2 separate regions of the Triticum aestivum genome follow, and region 2 is linked to region 1. Evidence: chromatin contacts called from public Hi-C data. All regions are on one chromosome and are shown on one strand. Each heading gives the region's core, a stretch centred on a gene start, on an enhancer-like site or on the middle of the called end of the contact. The rest is flanking DNA. Distances are from core to core; before and after follow the strand shown. Region 1 has its middle 85 kb from the start of LOC123080312. Region 2 has its middle 61 kb from the start of LOC123080312.

Region 1 (5,557 bases), core at 1,291-3,790:
GGCATGGCCCAAGTGGGGCAACCCTACATGGGCCAGTTGGCCCATTACTGGGGTGCCCCTTGTCCTTGGGGGCAGGCCCCCTTTGGTGCGGCTAGTGTTGGACGAAGGGGCAACCATTAGGGGGAAACCAACCCTAGATGGTGGCATACCCCTTGGGGGGCAGCCCCCCTCTCCAAGTGGCCACCTTCCCTGGCCTATAGAAATAGAGGGGAGGGGCAACCCCTTGGGACACAACTTTTCTGTGCGAGCGGTTGCGCCCTCCTTCTCTCTCTACCGCACGCAAAATACCTCCGTGCTATGAGGTTGTTGCTCCTCCATTCTTCTACTCCGACACCGCTTAGCTCTAGACGACAAAGCCCTGTCAAATCGTTGAATTTTTACGCGTGGATAAAACAAAGCGGCCGTGTGTTCGATCTTCCGTTCGAGGGAAATTCTCACGGTTGGGAGGATTAATCCTAGCTGTGGGAATATGCACCAATTGATCTACACCAACACACCTTCCGATGCACTCTAGTTGGTAACGATCTAATCTAATCTCATATTTATCTTCATAGTGTTCCTAGGATTTGGTTCGTATTACGATTTTTTTGTTTTTTATACGTTTCCCTAAACTGTGAACTCCGAAAGTTTTGGGCCCCAAAAATTTCGGGCAGGTTTTGGGTTTTGCAATGAGATGGAAAACCACAACCCTCTTTAAACCGCATAAGTTCTGGCCTTTCCATAAGAAGGTGATAATAAGTGAGGATTTTGAGGGCATCTCTCCTGACATGGACTCAAATGCCTGCATCCATAATATCGAGCTTGTGTCCAAGATTTGTGATCAAGTACAACTGCTTGTACGCTTGGTTTGATACTAAGATTTGGTACATCAGTGTAGGTGAGTACCAGTTTGTAGATGTATGGGTACATCAAACCACTCTTTGATTTGATGGCGAAGTGTGTTATTGAATTTCGATGCTCCAAGCAAGAGGTGTAATGTCAACTCCAACAGGGATTACCAAACAGACAATACCAAATGTTTGCGGACACTTTCCAACATGTCCTCAAACAGTAAGCGGGGCGCCAGTCATCCAACCATAGTTAGCGAAGACAGTGGGCTATGACTGATATTGAGTGGGGCACAAGCGCTTCGGAGAGATGACATTTGAGACAGATTTGATGACCCGAGCTTGGAGTTGCACTAAGGCGGCCGGGTGTTATCTCTAGAACATTGGCGGCAGTGGTGAGGCACCAGTTATTCAGGAAAAGAGCGAAGGAAAGTGAGTGAGGTACGGAGCAGGAAATGGAGACGGTTGAAGGCATGTTCAGACGTTTGACCAAGAGTAGTGGTACCCTCGTGGTCGTGGGTGTAGTAGGGTCGCCAGTCCGTGCGTGCGTGGTGGATCCGATGATTATGGCTCTGCTTCGATCTATATCAGCTAATTAAGTGCTTCTGTTGCCGCCAGAATCTGCAACAGTTGGTGGCACCATTCGAGACGCTCTCACGTTCTGCTTCTCCCCGGAAGCACAAATCATACTGATCCCCGTGGAATATCTCTGTAATTAAGTAGTACTACGTGTGTTGCCACTACAAGTTGCAACAGTTGGTGGTACCATTGGAGACGTTCTCACGTTCCGGTTCTCCCCCGGAAGCAGAAATCATACCAAACCTTTGAGGAATTTTCTGCATTCCACGCAGCGGCAGAGTTTAAGCTTTGATCATGATTCTTTCGCGAATGGCGGAGTACATTCTTTACAAAAAGCTGTGAGTGTTTTGCAAAAGGAACACCAAGAAGATGAGTGCGTGCGCCGGAATAAAGCTGAAAAGAAGCTATGCTCATTCTCATGCTCATGCTCCCCGGGCCTTTCTCTCCTTTTGATCGACCCCTCCTTTTCCTTTCCTCTTTCTCCCCCGATTCCTGTGCTGCAGCTGCAGCTGCAGGTTCCCGCCGGCGGAAAGCCCGCGGCCGAGTGCGGGTGGGATGATGTGGGCCGATCGACCGGCCTCCGCCACGGTTTTTGGCGAGCCCGATCGGGAATCCGATGCGGTGCGGTGGCCATGGCCGGAGGTGTCGGCAGCCAGGCCGCGGCCCCTATCGTTTTCTCCGAGTCAGCCGGATGCATATGCAGATGCAGACGCTGCGGCGTGCGTGCCCGGTCCGGCTCCGGGGCCGACACGGCGCATTATTGCGGAGTTTATTTGCTGTGCAGCACGATCGTCATGGCCATGGCGTTGAACGACCGACGGGGGGCATTGATGAGCGCGATCTGGGCCGTGACAACGATGCCCGGCCGCGCATGGCGCGCTGCTGTGTTTGAAGTTTGAACTTTGAACTTTGAAAGCGAGCCATGGCTCTGTACCCTGCATCTGACCGATCCACAGATCATGGCTTGGCTTGCTTGTCAATCAGTATGAGCAGTGGGTGAAGCGCTGGAGGTATGGACGCGTACTCGACGGTACCGTCTCCCGGGGATCATGTCTCCGTACGGGGCCCCAAGCCACTGTATCGTCCGTCGCGGTACTGTATTCCGTTCTGTCCGTGCTGGTGTGGGTGATCGCGACTGGCTGCCGCATTCACTGCTAGTATGCCGCGCCCATACGCACATACGGCTCACCTAGTCCCGTACTCTACTGTATCTCTTGGGAAACGACCAAGGAGCGCCAGGATTTCAGAGATCCAAGCTGGTCACCTCGGAGATTAAATTCGTGCGCCGTGCCCCGGCCGGAGCGTGACACGCACGGCGGCCGCGAGGCCGTGCGAGGTCGGAGCTCAGCCAGCACGTACTAGGCCGGCGTGTGTCGCGTCCAGATCACCCGCCATCATAAATGAATTTACCCGCCGTTCTTCACCCACAGCCTGAAGAAAATGCGTCGGAGCGCGGCGCAACACGCTGCGTCCGAATCACCGGCCACCGTGAATCTTCCCCTGAACACGACACGACCTCAAGAAAAGAAATCTCTCCACGGAGTCGCAGTCGGAAAAGAAGGCGCCTGAGCACGGGCAGCTGGCCTAGCGACGCCAAAAGGCGCGGCCATGTGCTCCATCCATCGTCTTTCTCGTTTACCTTTCGCCGGAGTCCACGCCACCACCACCGGGCGAAGCTGCGGCGCGCGCGAGAACTCTGCTTTTCCGGTCGTTCCCCCACTGCTCCAGCGTCAAGGGGGAGGATGATGATGGTACTAGCTACCACTAGTGATTAATGTTAGCTTTACCTTTTCCCATTAGCGAGCAAAGTGCGTGCGTTCGCACCTTGACAAGTTTGTTAATCTGCCTTTGCGTCGCGGGTAAGTCGAGCACTGACCTCTTCGTGAACCGGGTCAAAAGAGGGCGGCCGGCACACACAGTGCCAGTAGCAACGAGTGTAGTAGTAGCAATACTATACTCCATTTGACAGTGATCATTATGGTCAAGTGCGGCTGTTCTCCCCGCAGTACCGTGGCAAATGATGACATTATGGGCATGGGCGCATTGCATCCCATTCCAGCACAAGGTGATGTGCAAGTTTTGTTAGTGGAGTAGGACAACACGCTTAGCGTCACTGAATCTTGAGTAGTTAATGCCACGCTTCCTGCAAGAATAATACTACTATAATGATAATTAACGCCACGCTTCCATTAGAGGAAGATACGGGGTAGATTTTCCGAGGGAAAGAACGACGGAGGGGGACAGGTAAAAGGGACATGCAGATGCTAGTGGGAGGAGTACAAGGAATCCAATCCAAGTCTTGGAATAAAAGAGGAGGAGGTGAAAGCGTCGTCTCCCGAATTCCCGATACACATACGCCCACCGTTCCATTCACATCCTTATTACCTTTCTCACCACAGCATAAAGAAAAGGCTTGTGAAAAGAGGACGACGGGTGAAAAGACGGAGGCTTGAGGGAGCGGCGAAAGGATCGGCCGAGGAAAAAACATGGCCGAGATTCGATTCCAACGTCACACAACACGAACACAATGGCCATTGAGGATAAAGGAGCAAGCAACCGTGGTAAAATAAAAAGCTACCGGTGGGGATAAGGCAACAACGGCGGCGCGTCGGAGAAAAAGCCACGGCGTACATCGCACCACCACCATCACCACCACCATGGATCTCGATGGGTCCTTCTCCATTTCTCTACGGCAAGTGGGGTTGAATGAAGTGCTGCGACCAGTGGTGGCGAGAGAGAGCCCCGCGGTCTGCGGTCTGGTTGTCGTCGTCGCACGTGCATACGTGTGGATCAAGCTTGAGCTGCTCTCGCAAGTCATCAGCTCGGCCACCCTCGTTCTCACGTGTGGCCCCGGGCTGGGTATGCGCTCTGTGAGCTGGACCACCGGCCCATCAAGGACCCAAATGGGGTGGGGTGCACGACGAGCGGATTCTCATCGTGAACAGTTTTTTTTTTGCAAGTCTCATCGTGAACAGTTTGGAACAGACGACAACAAAGGATAAAGGTTTTGCTACTCTAACCGAGAAATAACTATTTCTAATCGTGGATGGGTACTCTAACGCCCCAGATATCCGTTTCAAAAAGAAAAAAAAAACGCCCCAGATGCAAAAGCGATGGGAGAAACGGCGTGATAATAACGCACTGGTTTCGATGGGCCTGAATTTCCTATTTTCGGTGCAGATAAACCTAAATGGTGGAAGAAATGTTTTTTCTATTTTTTTTGCGGGAAAGGTGGAACAAATGTTGTGACATGTATATTCAGCTATGTCACACGCCACAAGCCTCTTCGAAGGACTATACGACGATGTATTTTACAGGCCAGGCCAAAATGTGGTTGCCATCCGTATAATATAAAGCAGATAAAATGGAACGGGAAGAATTTTGGGAAGCTGCAGTTCCAGGCACCGATCTGATGCCTACCCCATGTCAGGCAGGTTGTAGTGTGCAAGTGTATATAGAAACTTTTAATACTTTGATTTGATCCACCAGATGTTAGCTCACAGTCCCAGCATAGTTCCTGAAATTTTTACTACCACCTTCATCGATGGGTTGAAAACTCCTATTCACAGTGATGTACATATACAAAGACCACATGATTTGGATACCGCTGCCTCTCTGGCTCTTTTGCTGGAAGAAGTACTCGAAGACTGTCGGAGTATTGAACGACCACATTCAGATATGAGTGATTCCGCTTATGGCAAATCATCACTCATGGATGCTTTTACCCCTTCCATGAACAGTCTAAAGCTCGTCCAAATCAGCCCAACTTTACGGCTGATCAACATACAACTGAATTAGTTAGATCTCAAGCTGGGCAAGGGAACAAAGTGCTGAAGGCTCATAGATGAGCTTATGGATTATGTTTTACTTGTTGAGAAAAATGGGACCCTCAGCACAAATGTGGTCAAACTGAGCAAATTCATGCAATAGAAGAATTGTTAGAAATGCCACAGTGTGAGGATCCCGAGCCCGAGTCAACTGAACTTGGGGAGGACGTGATACGGTCTCAAATGTATCTATAATTCTTTTTGCATGATTCATGCTATATTGTTGTCAATTACATACATTTTGGGATGCTTTTTATCAACTTTTATTTGGCTAAAATATTTATCAAGTGCCCATTGTCAGATCCTGTTTTTTTTGTTGTTTTT
Region 2 (5,557 bases), core at 951-3,450, 150 kb before region 1:
TGTCATGGTGCAACGAAATGAGTTGATGTTAGCGAAGACGTTGGAGATTAAGAAAGAGTTGGCCGAGAAGAAGGCACGGGAGAAGCAAGAAAAATGGCAATTGCTCAAGGAGGAGGGGTGGCGCAAAGCGGCCATTGAGAAGAGAAGAGCACGTGCCACTGAAAACAATGCCATCTCCAAGTTGCTTGCCGAAGAGAACAAGATCATGACATTGAACCGCAATGACATGGACGGCCTCACCAAAGAATGGCATGATATGGCAAGAAGAGAAATCTTGAAGAGGAGAATGGTTGCGTCGGCCAGTGCGCGTTACAGTGCCGGAGATGTTTTCTCAACGGGGTTTGGAACCAATGTCGCCGATGTGTTCAGTGCACCAGCCGATGATTTCGGTGCGGGAGTTGGAACAAGCGCCGGAGGTGGACTCGGTGGTTCCGATGACCTCCATGGACTCGATGGCGCAGAGTGAAGATCGACCAAGATGATGCCGGACATGGTTGTCACTTTTGCAGGACCCTCTTTTGCGTTTCTCCTACAAAACTAAGCTTTTATTTACGTGTGAACTGTGTTCTATTGTTTGAATTTGAACTCATTTGTCGGAATCGATGTCAAATTCGATAATTGGGCGTCCTCGGTTTGCGGGTCGACGCGGCGGTGCCCGAGCAGACCCCGCATAGCCGACCCGTAAAAGAGCATATTCACCGAATCCTTTTTTACGGGTCCGTTTTGAGGGGTCTGGGTCTGACCTCGCCCGCGCCGGCCCGCATATGCCCTATTCCGCGAACTGCAAGCCTTATGCGGGTCGGAATTTTGCGGGGTCTGCTAGAGATGCTCTGAACACCACACGTTGGAGGTAGCTTAACCGAAGACTGGATAACACTGAGGATTATGTGGGCCAAATACTCTTACTTCATGATAAGCTGATAACATTTGGGAGATTTTGTGGCTGTGGAATTTTCCACGACATAATTAAGCATAGTGTTTTGTCTTAGAAACAGCAAAGATTTGATGGTGCTACAGTTTGGGAAGCTGTACTGTGAGTTTTACCTTTTGGTGGTATATATACTGGCAGTGCATGCCACCAAATAGTGCTTTCAGGTTTTCTAGAGGAATAAAGGTTGCTTTCAGGTTAATTACATGTTCCAAACTTGAGTGAGGTACTCCTAAGCCATTTTGGAAAGAAAAAAATAGGTATGGTCTTAATTAAGCTCAGTTCCTAATAATGGAGGCTCGATCCTAATAAAGTTCATCTGGTGTTCCGTTATTGGTTCTAATGGAACAGGCCTGATGCTAGTTTGAAAGAAAAGAAGCCACATTAGCTAAACGTCAAACGACTGACTTTAGCTATTGGGTCAGTCGATTTTGAGATTCCCAAAGAAATTCGCCGGAGGAAGGCTGGAGGGGAGGAAGGAGAAGGAAGGGGCTCCCCGGAGGGCTACCACAGTAGCTATTGGGTCAGTCGATTACGTGCACTACAGCAGAGACCTCTTTGATCAGTGGACGACACACGCGTGACACACGCTCCACTACCTACACCAAGCTACGCTATGGACGCAAAGGAGGCGGCCAGTGTGCACGTATATGATGTGCGGTGCAAGTGCAACGCATGAACCATCCCATCCCATTGCTCAGCTCAATTCGCCGCCAACTCATTGCACATGCAGGTTCATGTGTCTGCTGATTGGTGCAAGAGATGGAGAAGGCCACGCATGCATGCCAGCTAGGACGGCAAAATATCCGGGCAAAAGCGCACCACGCTGGACGTCGTAGAGTACTGCACCATGTAGGTCTCGACGATAGGATACGTACGCATACTACCAGTCGAGGATATCTCGATCAGCAGCAGGCCGGCAGCCAATTCTGCTGGAGGCGGATCCGGGGGATGAGGGACGACGGGTGGAGGTTGATCCCGACCCACGCACGCACGCACGCTCGCGAGATCGATCCAGCAGCAGCAGATGTTGGCGGACTACGTACGTGTGGACGTGGACGCGCTCGCTAGGAGATGAGATAGATCCCGTCGTCCGTCCAGATCGGGTCCTCCAGATTCCCCTGCCGATTGCTAGATTGGGTTTTGGCCGGAGCGGTGGCGCCGTGGCACGTAGCGCGCGCCGGACGCAGCTCGGCTTATCCTCTGCCCGTCGCGCAATCCGGCGACGGGGCACGGGTTGGCCGAAGCCCACGGTCCCCGCGCGCCCACTTGCGTCGGCTCGCCCGATCGATCGAACTCCTCCTCGGCCAGCGGCGCCCCGTATCCGGCTATCCACACGATGGGGATGGGTGGCGCTGGCTCGTGTCACCGCCGCTTCTCCACGTCCGCCCACCGCGGCCTCTCCTTCTCGTGGCGCACCGCTGGCTTCGTCGCTCCTCTGGTTGTCGTCGGAAATATCGTGTGCATTCTTTGGGGGCCGGGGGATGATGGCTGCGTGCGGATCCCTGCTCTTGTCCACTTGGGGCGAACGCCGATATTATGGTCGCCTCGTCTCCTGCTTTGATGTGTGATGTGGATGCGGCCATGTCTCTTGCTGACCGGTCGACGGCGGCTACCTGGCATGTGTATTGCTGTCGCGCTGTGGCTTTTCGGTGTTGTGGAGATAAGGCGAAAGAAGTTTACGTAGAAAGAAAAGGGAAATGAGTGGTTTTCCCGGCCATCTTTTTGCTCATTACACGGAGATCCCACTCTCGTGTCCATGAACCTATCTTCCGCTCTCCCTTGCTCCCTCATACCTTCAACTTGAACCACACAAGGACTGGTGATTCTATGCAGTTCTCGATGTTGTTGGTTTAGATAGTGTCTTTTCCACCTTTTTTTCCTAAGAGTATGTATCTTTTCCACTTTTTTTAGAATATGTGTCTTTTCCACTTTCATTTCATAATTCAAAAGCAACTGCAAATAACGAAGTCATCAAGTATGAATGTGGAACATAAGTTACTCGAATACGGATACAGATCGGATGTCTACTCAATCAGAAAGGATATGGATATCTTACAACCTAGATAGTACTTCTGGAATTAATTAGATAGTACTCTAATGTTGTGGCCGCTTCATAAAAATTTCAACTTCGCATGTCACTGCTTGCCCGTTGTGCCTTTCCCATTGCAATAGCATGTGGCTTTTATGGGTCGCGGAAATAAGGCGAAAGAAGTTTTGATAGAAAGAAAACAGTCTTCTTGGTCATGGTTTTGGTCATTACATCTCACTTTTTTTCTTAAAGTAAACTCTTCAAACTGAAACCCTTGCAGTGTTCTTCCTTTATTGTCATTGCCACTCACTCTCACCTCCAACATGGACCGGATACACAAGGAAAAATGAAAGAAGAGCGGTGCTAGTGGTCCTGCGTTGCCAGTCTCTTCTTCCCTTTACCTCTGCTAGCCGAAGGTCGGTCACCCTTTTTCTCCTAGCTCGCGTGCCAAATGGGAGGCACATTCAGCTTCCCCCCGGAAGCCACGGTGGGCAGGTCATGCAAGCATGGTGACTTCAACGCCCCAAGTGGTTCGTCTCCGGCGGCAGCAACATTGGATCCAAGGGGAAGCGGAAAAATGACCCGATCACGTTTTCATTTTTAGTTTGGGGCCCTCCTTGTAAAATTCGAGGGTTTGGTTGTGCTTGCTATGTTTCTTAATGGCTTCCTTGGTAAAATGTACTGCCCCACTGCTCCATTAGGTGGTGTTTGGTTCGGCTATGGATTTCTAAAAGCAGTTGTGGAAAATCTGTAGTGAAAAAAGAATGTCACAAAGCTGTAGGCCATTTGGCAAACCAGTTGTATGAGTTGTGGCTGTGGAGATAAATGTCTGAAAATACCCCTATGAGCTGAGGATTAGTTGCATGGTGTTTAATGATAATAATTACAACATTACATACTAATTTAGAGCACTAATAAAACATAGTTAAATAATTATCCAACTATATACCATGATCAACATGATATTTTTTGACATAGCGATAACATTATTTTATAAGAATCAATATATAGCACAAAAATAGAAATAACACACATATTATAGAATGAACTAGCAATTGAACCGAAATATTTCATAATTGATCAATACATCAATACATTAGTGTTGGGGAACGTAGCATGCAATTTCAAAAAAATTCCTACGATCACGCAAGGTCTATCTAGGAGATGCATAGCAACGAGAGGGGGAGAGTGTGTCCACGTACCCTCGTAGACCGAAAGCGGAAGCGTTAGTTTAACGCGGTTGATGTAGTCGAACGTCTTCGCGATCCAACCGATCAAGTACCGAACGTACGGCACCTCCGAGTTCAGCACACGTTCAGCTCGATGTCGTCCCTCGAACTCTTGATCCAGCAGAGGGTTGAGGGAGAGTTTCGTCAGCACGACGGCGTGGGGACGGTGATGGTGATGTGATCCGCGCAGGGTTTCGCCTAAGCACTACGACGCTATGACCGGAGGAGTAAACTGTAGAGGGGGGCACCGCACACAGCTAAGAGAACAATTGATGTGCTATGGCGTGCCCCCTGCCCACGTATATAAAGGAGGAGGGGAGGAGGCCGGCCACAAGGGGCGCGCCATAGGGGGGAAACCGACTAGGACTCCCAATCCTAGTCGCCCCCCCCCCCTTTCCTTTCTTTCGGAGGGGAAAGGGGAAGGAGAGGGAGAGGGAGAGGGAAAGGGGGCCGCGCCCCCTCCTCCTTGTCCAATTCGGACTCCCTTGGAGGGGGGGGGGGCCACCTCTTGCGGGCTCCCCTCTCTCTTCTCTATGGCCCATGTAGGCCCAATACTTCCCCGGGGGGTTCCGGTAACCCCTGGGTACTCTGAAAAATACCAGAAACGATCTGGAACCATTCCGGTGTCCGAATATCATCGTCTAATATATCAATCTTTACCTCTGGACCATTTCGAGACTCCTCGCCATGTCCGTGATCTCACCCGGGACTCCGAAAAAATTTCGGTCACCAAAACACATAACTCATAATACAAATCATCATTGAACGTTAAGCGTGCGGAAGCTACGGGTTCGAGAACTATGTAGACATGACCGAGACACATCTCCGATCAATAACCAACAACAGAACCTGGATGCTCATATTGGTTCCTACATATTCTACGAAGATCATTATCGATCAAACCGCAATGACAACATACGTTATTCCCTTTTTCATCGGTATGTTACTTGCCCGAGATTCGATCGTTGGTATCCTCATACCTAGTTCAATCTCATTACCGGCAAGTCTCTTTACTCGTTCTGTAATGCATCATCCTGCAACTAACTCATTAGTCACATTGCTTGCAAGGCTTATCGTGATGTGCATTACCGAGAGGGCCCAGAGATACCTCTCCGATACTCGGAGTGACAAATCCTAATCTCGATCTATGCCAACCCAACAAATACCTTCGGAGATACCTGTAGAGCATCTTTATAACCACCCAGTTACGTTGTGACGTTTGATAGCACACAAGGTATTCCTCCGGTATCCGGTAGTTGCATAATCTCATAGTCAAAGGAATATGTATAAGTCATGAAGAAAGCAATAGCAATAAATTTTAACGATCATTATGCTAAGCTAACGGATGGATCTTGTCCATCACATCAT

What was found. Hi-C and Micro-C count contacts between places; a contact is called where the count stands out from the background.
Region 2: a Hi-C map of leaf shows a contact between it and region 1, with 2.7 times the contacts expected there. The contact joins two enhancer-like sites. A contact is called at or near these places in 3 of 5 Hi-C or Micro-C datasets (all in leaf).

The regions. Positions count from the first base shown.
Region 1 is chr3D:538,307,259-538,312,815 of IWGSC CS RefSeq v2.1, reverse strand. No RefSeq gene overlaps it. Among protein-coding and RNA genes, the nearest start is that of LOC123080312, 85 kb to the left of the region's middle. Within about 2 kb of position 2,540, at least 6 of the 8 cell types and tissues checked have an H3K27ac peak or open chromatin away from gene starts, as enhancers often do. A contact at or near this core is called in leaf, where this site is marked.
Region 2 is chr3D:538,453,639-538,459,195 of IWGSC CS RefSeq v2.1, reverse strand. No RefSeq gene overlaps it. Among protein-coding and RNA genes, the nearest start is that of LOC123080312, 61 kb to the right of the region's middle. Within about 2 kb of position 2,200, at least 4 of the 8 cell types and tissues checked have an H3K27ac peak or open chromatin away from gene starts, as enhancers often do. A contact at or near this core is called in leaf, where this site is marked.